Linked DNA regions of Ovis aries: region 1 is linked to region 2. A link is a contact called in public Hi-C data. All regions are on one chromosome and are shown on one strand. Each heading gives the region's core, a stretch centred on a gene start, on an enhancer-like site or on the middle of the called end of the contact. The rest is flanking DNA. Distances are from core to core; before and after follow the strand shown. Region 1 holds the start of RPL3 (ribosomal protein L3). Region 2 holds the start of CBX6 (chromobox 6).

Evidence for each region. A called contact is a pair of places that touch in the nucleus more often than the background predicts.
Region 1: a Hi-C map of muscle shows a contact between it and region 2, with 2.4 times the contacts expected there. The contact joins the promoter of RPL3 here to the promoter of CBX6 in region 2. A contact is called at or near these places in 4 of 16 Hi-C or Micro-C datasets (blood, hypothalamus, liver and 1 more).

Annotation. Positions count from the first base shown.
Region 1 is chr3:216,569,819-216,574,577 of ARS-UI_Ramb_v3.0, reverse strand. It overlaps RPL3 (ribosomal protein L3), which reads left to right and starts at 2,259. Exons shown (of 10, transcript XM_004006999.4): 1 at 2,259-2,426; 2 at 3,375-3,567; 3 at 4,326-4,494. The coding sequence starts at 2,274. It overlaps LOC114114229 (small nucleolar RNA SNORD43), which reads left to right and starts at 2,866; the gene lies at 2,866-2,929.
Region 2 is chr3:216,290,674-216,295,113 of ARS-UI_Ramb_v3.0, reverse strand. It overlaps CBX6 (chromobox 6), which reads left to right and starts at 2,315. Exons shown (of 5, transcript XM_027968120.2): 1 at 2,315-2,466; 2 at 2,646-2,689; 3 at 2,849-2,914; 4 at 3,058-3,124. The coding sequence starts at 2,398.

The DNA of each region.
Region 1 (4,759 bases), core at 1,010-3,509, 280 kb before region 2:
GTCTGTTATCTTGGACCTATTTGGTTTTAATCAGTACGTGGTGTCCTCAGGATGTGTCATTCTTTCAAAGGTTGTGCCCTGCCCCCTTCCCTTTTGCGTCATTCCCACAGCCTGGTGCAGCATCTGAGATGCAGCGAGACTCCAGGAAGAATTTCTTATTGAGCAAATGAGTGACTCAGGACCCCAGAGCTCCTTTTCCAGTGAAGAGGTGACTGAACCCTGAGTCTGATGTCATGAAAACCTAACCTAGAATCAGACTTGAGCTCTGTCCTTTCTTAATTGTATGACTTTTGCCAAATTATTCCTTTTTGGCCTGAACTTAGTTTTCTCTGTAAAAGGGGACAGTGTGGGCCATAATTCCTTGTCTGCCATTCTGAAATAAAAAGTTTTGATTTATAATGTTAAGTTTCTGGTATAAAGGAAAGTGATTTGGTCATATATTCTTTTTCATATTCTTTTCCACTATGGTTTAGTATAGGATATTGAATACAGTTCCCTGTGGCATACAATAGGACCTTGTTTCTCTATTTTATACACAGCAATTTGTATCTAATCCCAATCTCCCAATTCATTCCTTCCCTAACCCTTTTTCTCTTTGGTAACCATACCTTTGTCTTCTATGTGAGTCTGCTTCTGTTTGGTAAGTAAGTTCATTTGTATCATATTTTAGATTCCACACAAGTGATATCACAGTATTTGTCTTTTTCTGTCTTTACTCAGTATGATACTCTCTGCTGCTGCTGCTGCTGCGTCGCTTCAGTCGTGTCCGACTCTGCGCGACCCCATAGACGGCAGCCCACCAGGCTCCCCCATCCCTGGGATTCTCCAGGCAAGAACGCTGGAGTGGGTTGCCATTTCCTTCTCCAATGCATGAAAGTGAAAAGTGAAAGAGAAGTCGCTCAGTCGTGTCCGACTCTTAGCGACCCCATGGACTGCAGCCCACCAGGCTCCTCCGTCCACGGGATTCTCCAGGCAAGAGTACTCTCTAGGTCCATCCATATTGCTGTAAATTGAATTATGAAAAACTTAAGTCAGTTGGCGGCAAAAACGAAACTAATCTGAATTTTTTAGGCAGCAACGTTAGCCTTGAACTGTGGGGCTATTTATTCCACTCCATGTGAATATTCATGTCTCTTTACAGAATTAATGTGTTTCATTAAAGAGCTTAGGGAGGATTACATAATATACAGTATGTGCACCATACTGCATGATATTATCTAAAACATGGAAAATGCTCAATTTGGAAACAGATCTGGCCTCAAAGATTTCCCATAAGGGGCTGAGGACTCTCAACACTGCCACTGGGGGATGGAGTGAAGGTTAGTTGAGAACGTTTTCTTAATAACGGTGTGAGCAATGGCCAGGCCCAGAATCAAAGAACAGAACGGGGTGGGATGGAGGTAGAAGGTGGGAAAGTGTGTGTGTGTTCACCCACAGAAAAGAGGCTGGAGCAGCTAGTTAGGGCAGATTCTTGGCTTGCAGGCTCAGGAGCTAAGCCTTACACCAGAGGAAATAACTAGGAGTGGGGGTGAGGAAGGGCACGGGAAGTAACCAAAAGATAATACGATTTTTAGATCTGGATGGACAAGCCTGGCGGGAGGGTGAGCAACTAGGAGACTCCTAGGTGACGACGAGCCCAGGCAGAGATGAGCGAGGGTCCTTCATGCAGAGGATCTGGGAGGCAGGGAGAGCCAGGCTTCGTGACGCCCGGCAGCTGGTGAGGGTTTCGCCGCCTCAGACCTTCAGAATCAAGAGCCAGGCCCCGCAGCCCGATAGTGGGAGGAATGGCCTAGATGGAGCTAGAGGGAGGGGAAATCCCAAATCAGCACGTATTAAAGGCAAGCTGGTGTCGGGAAGAGCCTCTGAGTTGGGAACCAGGAAAACCAGGGGTTCAGTCTTTTCTAACTTTGAGTTGGTGGGGGCTGCGGAACTGATTCCACTTCCCAATATGCCTGCAAAATGGCAACATCGATGATCCAGAGTGCTGGAGGGAAAGGATATACCACGTGTGAAAACGCTTAGGAACTGAAGCCCCGATAGGGTTATTCAATTCCAGAGGTGACTGACCATCTCCTTTCAGCGTAATAGCGCGTTTCAACGTTTCCTTAAAAGTTGGCTACTGTCCAACGCTGTAGGGTAACAGTACTTTCATTTTATGCCGGCGCGTCCGAAAATTTTCTCGAAGTGTGATCCCAGCCGCTCGCTGTAGGACCTCTAAATCCCGCCTACCAAACTGACGCCCTGGTCGGAGCGCAAGCAAGGCGAGAACGAGCATGCGCGGAAATGGAGTCCAGTGTCTGCTCCGCGACCCGACGTCTGCCGCGGGTGCGCGCTCGTACGCCGGAAGGGGCGGAGCCAGACTAGCATTTATATATCTCGCGCGGCCCGCGGGCCGACCTCTACCGGCAGCTTCCGACGGCAGGATGGTATGTAGTGTCATGGCGGCTTCCTCTTTGTCGTGGTGGCCTGGCTGAATCCGCGGCACATCGCCGCCATCTCGGCTCACCCGGCGCCGGGGTTCTGCTGTAATAGCACGGGGCACTCAGCGGAACCCGCGGTCAGGTCTATTTCCTGGAAACGTCTGGGACTTGAGGATGGTGTGGGGGCGGCCGAGAGGCCTGGGCCCGACAATTTTCAAACCATAGACTGACTTCCTGGATTTCGATCTCAGCATTCGAGATTCAAGTCTTGAGCCTTTTGGCAGGAGGACAGTGTGTGCGATTGTTTGGCTCGAGTGTTAAAGAGGTGCAGAAATACAGGCTGTCAGGCTGGGGAGGGTATTCGGGGCAGGAGTTGTTGAGGCCTCATTCTGAAACGTCTGGGAAGGTTGGTACAGCTCCTTTGGCCTCTAGAGTTGTCAGAAACCAGAAATGATGAACTTATTGACGGGCGGACAGAGACGCTGTGCTGATTGTCATGTTCTGATTTGGCTCTGCCGAGTTCTAGTGGCCTCCATTTTCCAGTTTGGCTCCCGCTGGGAGCATCGGGAATCCTTCAGTACCGTTGCCCACCACCCAGCCCTTTGACAAGGAGTCCCTGGGCAAAGTGGCAACAATGATGATCAGAATCTTGAGCGTAAGGCTTGTTAAGCCATTCTTAATGCGACTCTCTGGTGTGTCTTTGTCTTTAAGAGGACAAAGGGGATGGTTCCTTTTAAGTTATAAGGTGAGGGGTTGAGGTAAATATTCAATTCAGGTGTGGCTGAATAATGCCTTCTGGATGTGTGATTACAGAGAATTTAACTTAGTTCAGAATGTAAATTTTTTAACCTGGGTTGCTGGCGTGGAGTCATCATTGCTTGAAATCCTCTTGAAACCTAGGCCTCTGGGAACGAAGCTCCTCAGAAGGTGCTAACGTTCTTCTATTTCTCTTAGTCTCACAGGAAGTTCTCTGCTCCCAGGCACGGGTCCCTGGGCTTCCTGCCTCGGAAGCGCAGCAGCCGGCACCGCGGGAAGGTGAAGAGCTTCCCCAAGGATGACTCTTCCAAGCCCGTGCACCTCACCGCCTTTCTTGGCTACAAGGCTGGCATGACCCACATTGTGAGGGAGGTCGATAGGCCAGGGTCCAGTAAGTACATGCTGCATCTTTCTAGCTGATGGGAGAGCTGGAGTTGGTGGGAACTGACTAGATGGGGCCAAGCAGTCAGAAGGGAGCAGGCTTTGGGGGAGATCAACAGAACCTCTGGACTTGAGAATGGAAATATATTTTAGGATTGATTAGTGCCCCAGAGTTCAGGTGACTGGCATTGTTATAGGCAGAGGGGTGTAATGAAGTCAAGGAGCATGGGCGAGTAAATTTGTTAAGAGCCAAAGAATAGAAGGATTCCCCTGCTGGCTCAGTGGTAAAAAAAAAAAAAACCTGCCTGCCAAGCTGGAGACCCCTGGGTTGGTAAGATCCCTGGAAAAGGAAATGGCAGCACGTTGCAGTATTTTTTTCCTGGGAAACTGAAGTAGAAAAGTGACTGAGTAGAACACGTAGCACTGAGTACTGAAACAGATAGCGTTGGACAGTTAAAATGGTTTCTAGGCTCCGGTGTTACTACCTTACTATACTTGGTATTCTTGTGAAAGCAATGAGGAATTAGTCTCTAGAGGTGGTTATAACTGACCAGACCTGGAGCCAGACTTAACGTGGTTGAGTAGGGTCCAGATGGGTTTGATTGAGTTGAAAATATCTGCGCGCCAGCTGAACAGTCTGTAGTGAGGACAGGCCTGAGAGGTGCAGACTGCTGCAGACCCCTGTCCTGTGGCAGATTGCTGGCCTGGGAGGGCACGTGTAGGGCCTCGCTGGTCCGCTCAGCTTCTGACTGCTCGCTCTGTTTGCAGAGGTGAACAAGAAGGAAGTTGTGGAGGCCGTGACCATCGTGGAGACTCCGCCCATGGTGATCGTGGGCATCGTGGGCTACGTGGAAACACCCCGAGGCCTCCGGACCTTTAAGACCATCTTTGCTGAGCACATCAGCGACGAGTGCAAGAGGCGCTTCTACAAGAACTGGTAAGGGAGCCGCGGCTGGGCTCCGCGGGGAAAGGGCTGTGTGCTGTGTAGGGCCTCAGCTCCATGGCCGACGGCAGGGCAGCTGCTCTCGTGTCAGGCTTAGTTTCCTCTTGGGCAGAACAGTTCTCAGGGACAATGGGGGCAGCGTCCCGGACAGTTCCTTTGGTGTAGACCTTGGGTGCTGCCTCAGTTCAGCAAGCCTCTTGGTTACTGACAGGTATGGGGGTCTACAGAGCGGTGACTAACGCCCCCAGCCCACCCCAGG
Region 2 (4,440 bases), core at 1,066-3,565:
TGGGTGGGCCCGATGTCATCACAAAGGTCCTTATTAGAAGGAGGTGGTCAGTCAGTCAAGGGAAGGCAAAAGTAAATATTAGACTGAGCCAAGGAATGCCAGTAGCTTCTAGAAGCTGGAAGAAGCAAGGAATGGATTCTCTCCCTAGAGCCCAAACACACCGATCTGGGCCTTCTGACCTCCAGAACTGTAAGATGAAACATTTGTTATTTCAAACCACTGGCCTGTAATGTTACATCACTGCTGTAATGTTATCGCAGCCATAAAAAATGAATACATCTTTATTCCAGCATGCCTAGCAGATGCCTTTCTCACCTCAGAGCTCCTCAGGCCTGGGCACCTTAGTTTCTGACAGTTGAACACAAAGCCTGAAAAAGGACTCACAAGAGCTGCTGAAAGAACCAACAAATGGGTTAATGCTTACCATCTTCATCCAGCTGTCTGTGTTCTGCACCCTGAGAACACACACACACTCATATCCACATAGCTCACCTGTCCAACCACCTCCACCACCCCCAGGAGGGCAATGCTATACTCACACAGAAGCCCACTTTGGGCTGGACAGAAAATAGCTATTTCTTAAGAGCACGTGGACTTTAAGAGGGGAGGGGGATCTCGCCCAAGGTAATAACTGGACAAATTAGCAGGCTGGTAGGGATGAGAAAGAGAAATTTTGACGTGGTTGACTTGAAACCACAAGAATTGGGGTTGTACCACAGGACATGTAAAAATCTCCTTCTGCAACAAAGCAATAATGAAAGCAAGAGACAGCCCTGATCGGAACCACATCCCCAGCCCTCTCCACCTCCGTCTCTCCGCCACAGACAAACGACTGGGAAATTTGTACTCAGTGACACCAAAAACGGTCCACTTTATATCATTTAGGGAGAAAAGTGGATTCCAGCTAGTGTGAACAATGAGATCCCATTCTGCTGAAAAGAAAATATTTAAATACACGTCTATGAAAGTGAAAGTGAAGTCCTCAGTCTTTGTGACCCCGTGGACTGTAGCCTACCAAGCTCCTCTGTCCATGGGATTCTCCAGGCAAGAATACTGGAGTGGGTTGCCATTTACTACATATATATATAACGTACAAAGGAGCATAGGTACGTGTGTTTATTAGGCATAGGACAGAGTCTCGAAGAAGATCCGTGAAGAGGTTAACGGTTGGATGGATATTATAGACAGTTTCTTTTCTTACTTAAAAAAAAATTGCAAGAACAAGGCTGTTGGTGTTCTTTTTAAAAAATAAAGTTTAAATAATTCAAAATAAAATGAAATGGCGCGGTTTGTGTGGCAGGGGTACTCTGTGCCCTCTCCAGGACAGCTGAAGTCTCCCTCTCCCTCCCCAAATAGGAAGCTGGGCTGTGGTCTCCCCGTTAGCAATGGCGGAACCATTAGAGGAACTGTAGGCGGCAGAAGGATGACGCGGCCAGGGGGCCTGGGAATCAGAAAACAGAGACCTGACCGCGAGGGCGGCTTTTGCCGAGTGACCCAAGGATGACCTGCTTCGGGCCCAATCTGGTATGTAGGAAGCCTGTAGTCACCCCGCGGCCTCTCCTCCCTGGACCGCCCCCCTACCCCCAACCACCGCCACATCTTGCTCGCTGCGTCTTCACCCGACCTCCCTCCTGGTGAAGGCAGGTGCCCGCCCAAGACCCCGGCCGAAAACAAATCCAAGGGATCACCCCGACCTTCCTCGGCCCCATTCACCGTCTCCCCCCACCCTTTCCTGCGGTGGCGTTTTTGTTTTAATTCATCTGAACTGGTTACAAAACCACACTCCCACGAATACATAAATAATGGATAAGGGCGGGGGGAGCAGTGTTTTAAAGAAATTCCCGCAGGGCCTGGCAAGGCAACAGCAAATGCATTTCTGCTGTATCATATTTAACTGTTTGCAAACTTCTGCTGGGAAGCTGAGCAGCGGCTGTAGAAATTCCACCCCCCTTCACCGCCCAGGGCCCAGGAGTGACTTGTAAGGGAGGGTTAAGAGGGAGAGATAGTCAGCGGTCCGGGGCCAGGAAGATGGAGGGGAGAATGAGAAAGTGTTTGTAAGATTGCACTGTCCACAACCAGGCTTCCCGTAGGCCAAGCATCTCCTTCCCGGGCTTCGGGGCCGCGGCTCCCCGAGCCAGGCTAGGCCCCTTTAAGAGCCAGCGCGCGCCCCGGCCCCGCGTGCGCTCACTTTCCCTAGCAACCGCCCCGGGGGAGGAGGAGGTCCTGGCAACGGCGCACCAGCCCGGAGGGTCACGTGACGGCCCGCAGCTGGAACGCGAGCGCGCGCCCTGCCGCGCGCCCGCCCGCCGAGCCTGAGCGCTGCGGCGCGTGCGCGAGCGGTGCAGCACCGGCCGCGGGAGCAGGGAGTATTATGGGCTGTGGGTGCCGCTGAGCAAGATGGAGCTGTCTGCAGTGGGCGAGCGGGTCTTCGCGGCCGAATCTATCATCAAACGGCGGATCCGAAAGGTGAGCCGCCTCCCAGGGCGGGACGCTTCGCCCCGCAGCCGAGGCCCGAGTCTGTGGGCCAGCTAGGCGAAGCGGTCCCGCTAACCTGGGCTCTCTCGCCCACCCCCGCGCCGTCGCCTCCTCGCGTCCCCGCATCTTCCCCACCCCCACTCTCCCCTTTTTTTCCTTCTCTTTTTCAGGGACGCATCGAGTACCTGGTGAAATGGAAGGGGTGGGCCATCAAGTGAGTGTCACGGGATCCAGGAGCGAGGGGGGAAGGGAAGCAGCGGACATCGGGGCCTTTTTTTTTTTTTTACCTTGGGGGGTGCGCACATTTGCTCCCTCGCATGTGCCTCTGCTTCTCTTGTTTTGTTTTTTATTTTGTGCATGTGTAACTCGGCAGGTACAGCACTTGGGAGCCCGAAGAGAACATCCTAGACTCGCGGCTCATTGCAGCCTTCGAACAGAAGTGAGTTTGGGAAGCTGGCAGGGGCGGCGGGGCCGAGGCTCGGCTGGGGCGCAGCGCGGGGAAGCGGGAGGGCCAGGGAAGGCAGCGCGGAGTGGGGCCCGGGAAGGGGCTCATTTTTAACCTCGGGTGTTTCTCTGCCGCAGGGAGCGGGAGCGTGAGCTGTATGGACCCAAGAAGAGGGGACCCAAACCCAAAACTTTCCTCCTGAAGGTAACCTGGCCCAGCCCCAACAGCCCCCTCTCGGGCCCCTAGCCCGGGCGCAACACGGGGCCTGCAGGGGAGGGACAGATCCGCGGCCGCCCTTGCGGGCGGGCCTTTCGAGAGGGGGCCCCTGCTGGGCAGGGGGTGGTTGTGAGACCCCGACGAGCCCCTGGCAGGCGGCCCTGGCCAGCTCTGGCTTCTCAGCAAGAGGGGCCTGGGAATGGGGACGCGGAGGGAGGATGAGCCTTGCTCACAAAACCAGGGTCTGGGGAGGCCCGCAGGAAGAGGGTGGATGAGGCAGGTGGGGGCCATCCACCTGCGGGGGTGGCAGGGAGGTGGCCTCTGCACTTGAGAGCTCTGCTCTCCCCCACCCTTGAGCTGGTGGGGCTCTACCTGGAATTCATGTCCAGAGCAGGAGTGAACGTGATCTCCCTCATGGTGCGGAACAGGGAGAGGCTTTTGGGGTGGGAGGCTGCCTCCGTGTCTCCAGCTTGCCTCTTCTCAGGATTTATTCTGCATGCCTTCCCTTCCGACAGGAGGATCGAACTTAAATTTGACCTTAAGTCACTTCACTTTGAGTTTTATCACCCAGGCTGGGCTACTGGTTTTCAGTTATCCCCACTTCTGGCTGTGTCTGGAGGTTCTAATGAGGATGGAGGGGGAGAGAGTAAAAGCATGGCACGTTGGCCTTGGCAAGGGAGGGAGACTTAGCTCCAGAGGAAGCCATCTTAGAGGTTTTTGGTGTTTATTTATTTATTTTTTAATGAGGAAGAACAGAGTCTGGGAAAGGGAAGTCGAGATGACCCAAGGTGGCAGGCAAGGCTGCAGGCAGTCTCCATGGGCAAGCACTGTCTCCCCTCTAGTGCTAAGGTTTTCTCAAGGCCCCATCCCACCCTGACACCCTGTGACTTTGTGGCAGTTGGCATGGGCAGGGCAGACGGACTCTGCAGAAAAAAAGGCTGTGCAGAGTGGCAGGGCCTCAGAATCTCCAATCTGTCCAAAAGGCTCAAAGCCCAGTTGGTGGACTCTCCAGCCCCCCACTTCCCTCAAAAGGACTGTACGTGTGTATAAAGTTTGCCTCGGACTTAAAGCAGAAGTGAAAGAAATAATGGTTTCCAGAATTACATCCTTCTGTGACCCTTGTCTCTAAATTACACACATCTTAGGAGATCCCTGGAGCAATCTTAACCCTTGATGTTTCTTTTTCGGAGGGATGGGGCAGAGCGTCTGGAGGCCCGTGGGCTGTGTGACAGCCTCTCACAGTGCAGCTGGAGTGCCCTCTAGCGGGGAAGTGGGTAATGGCCATGAGCATTGATTCAGAACGC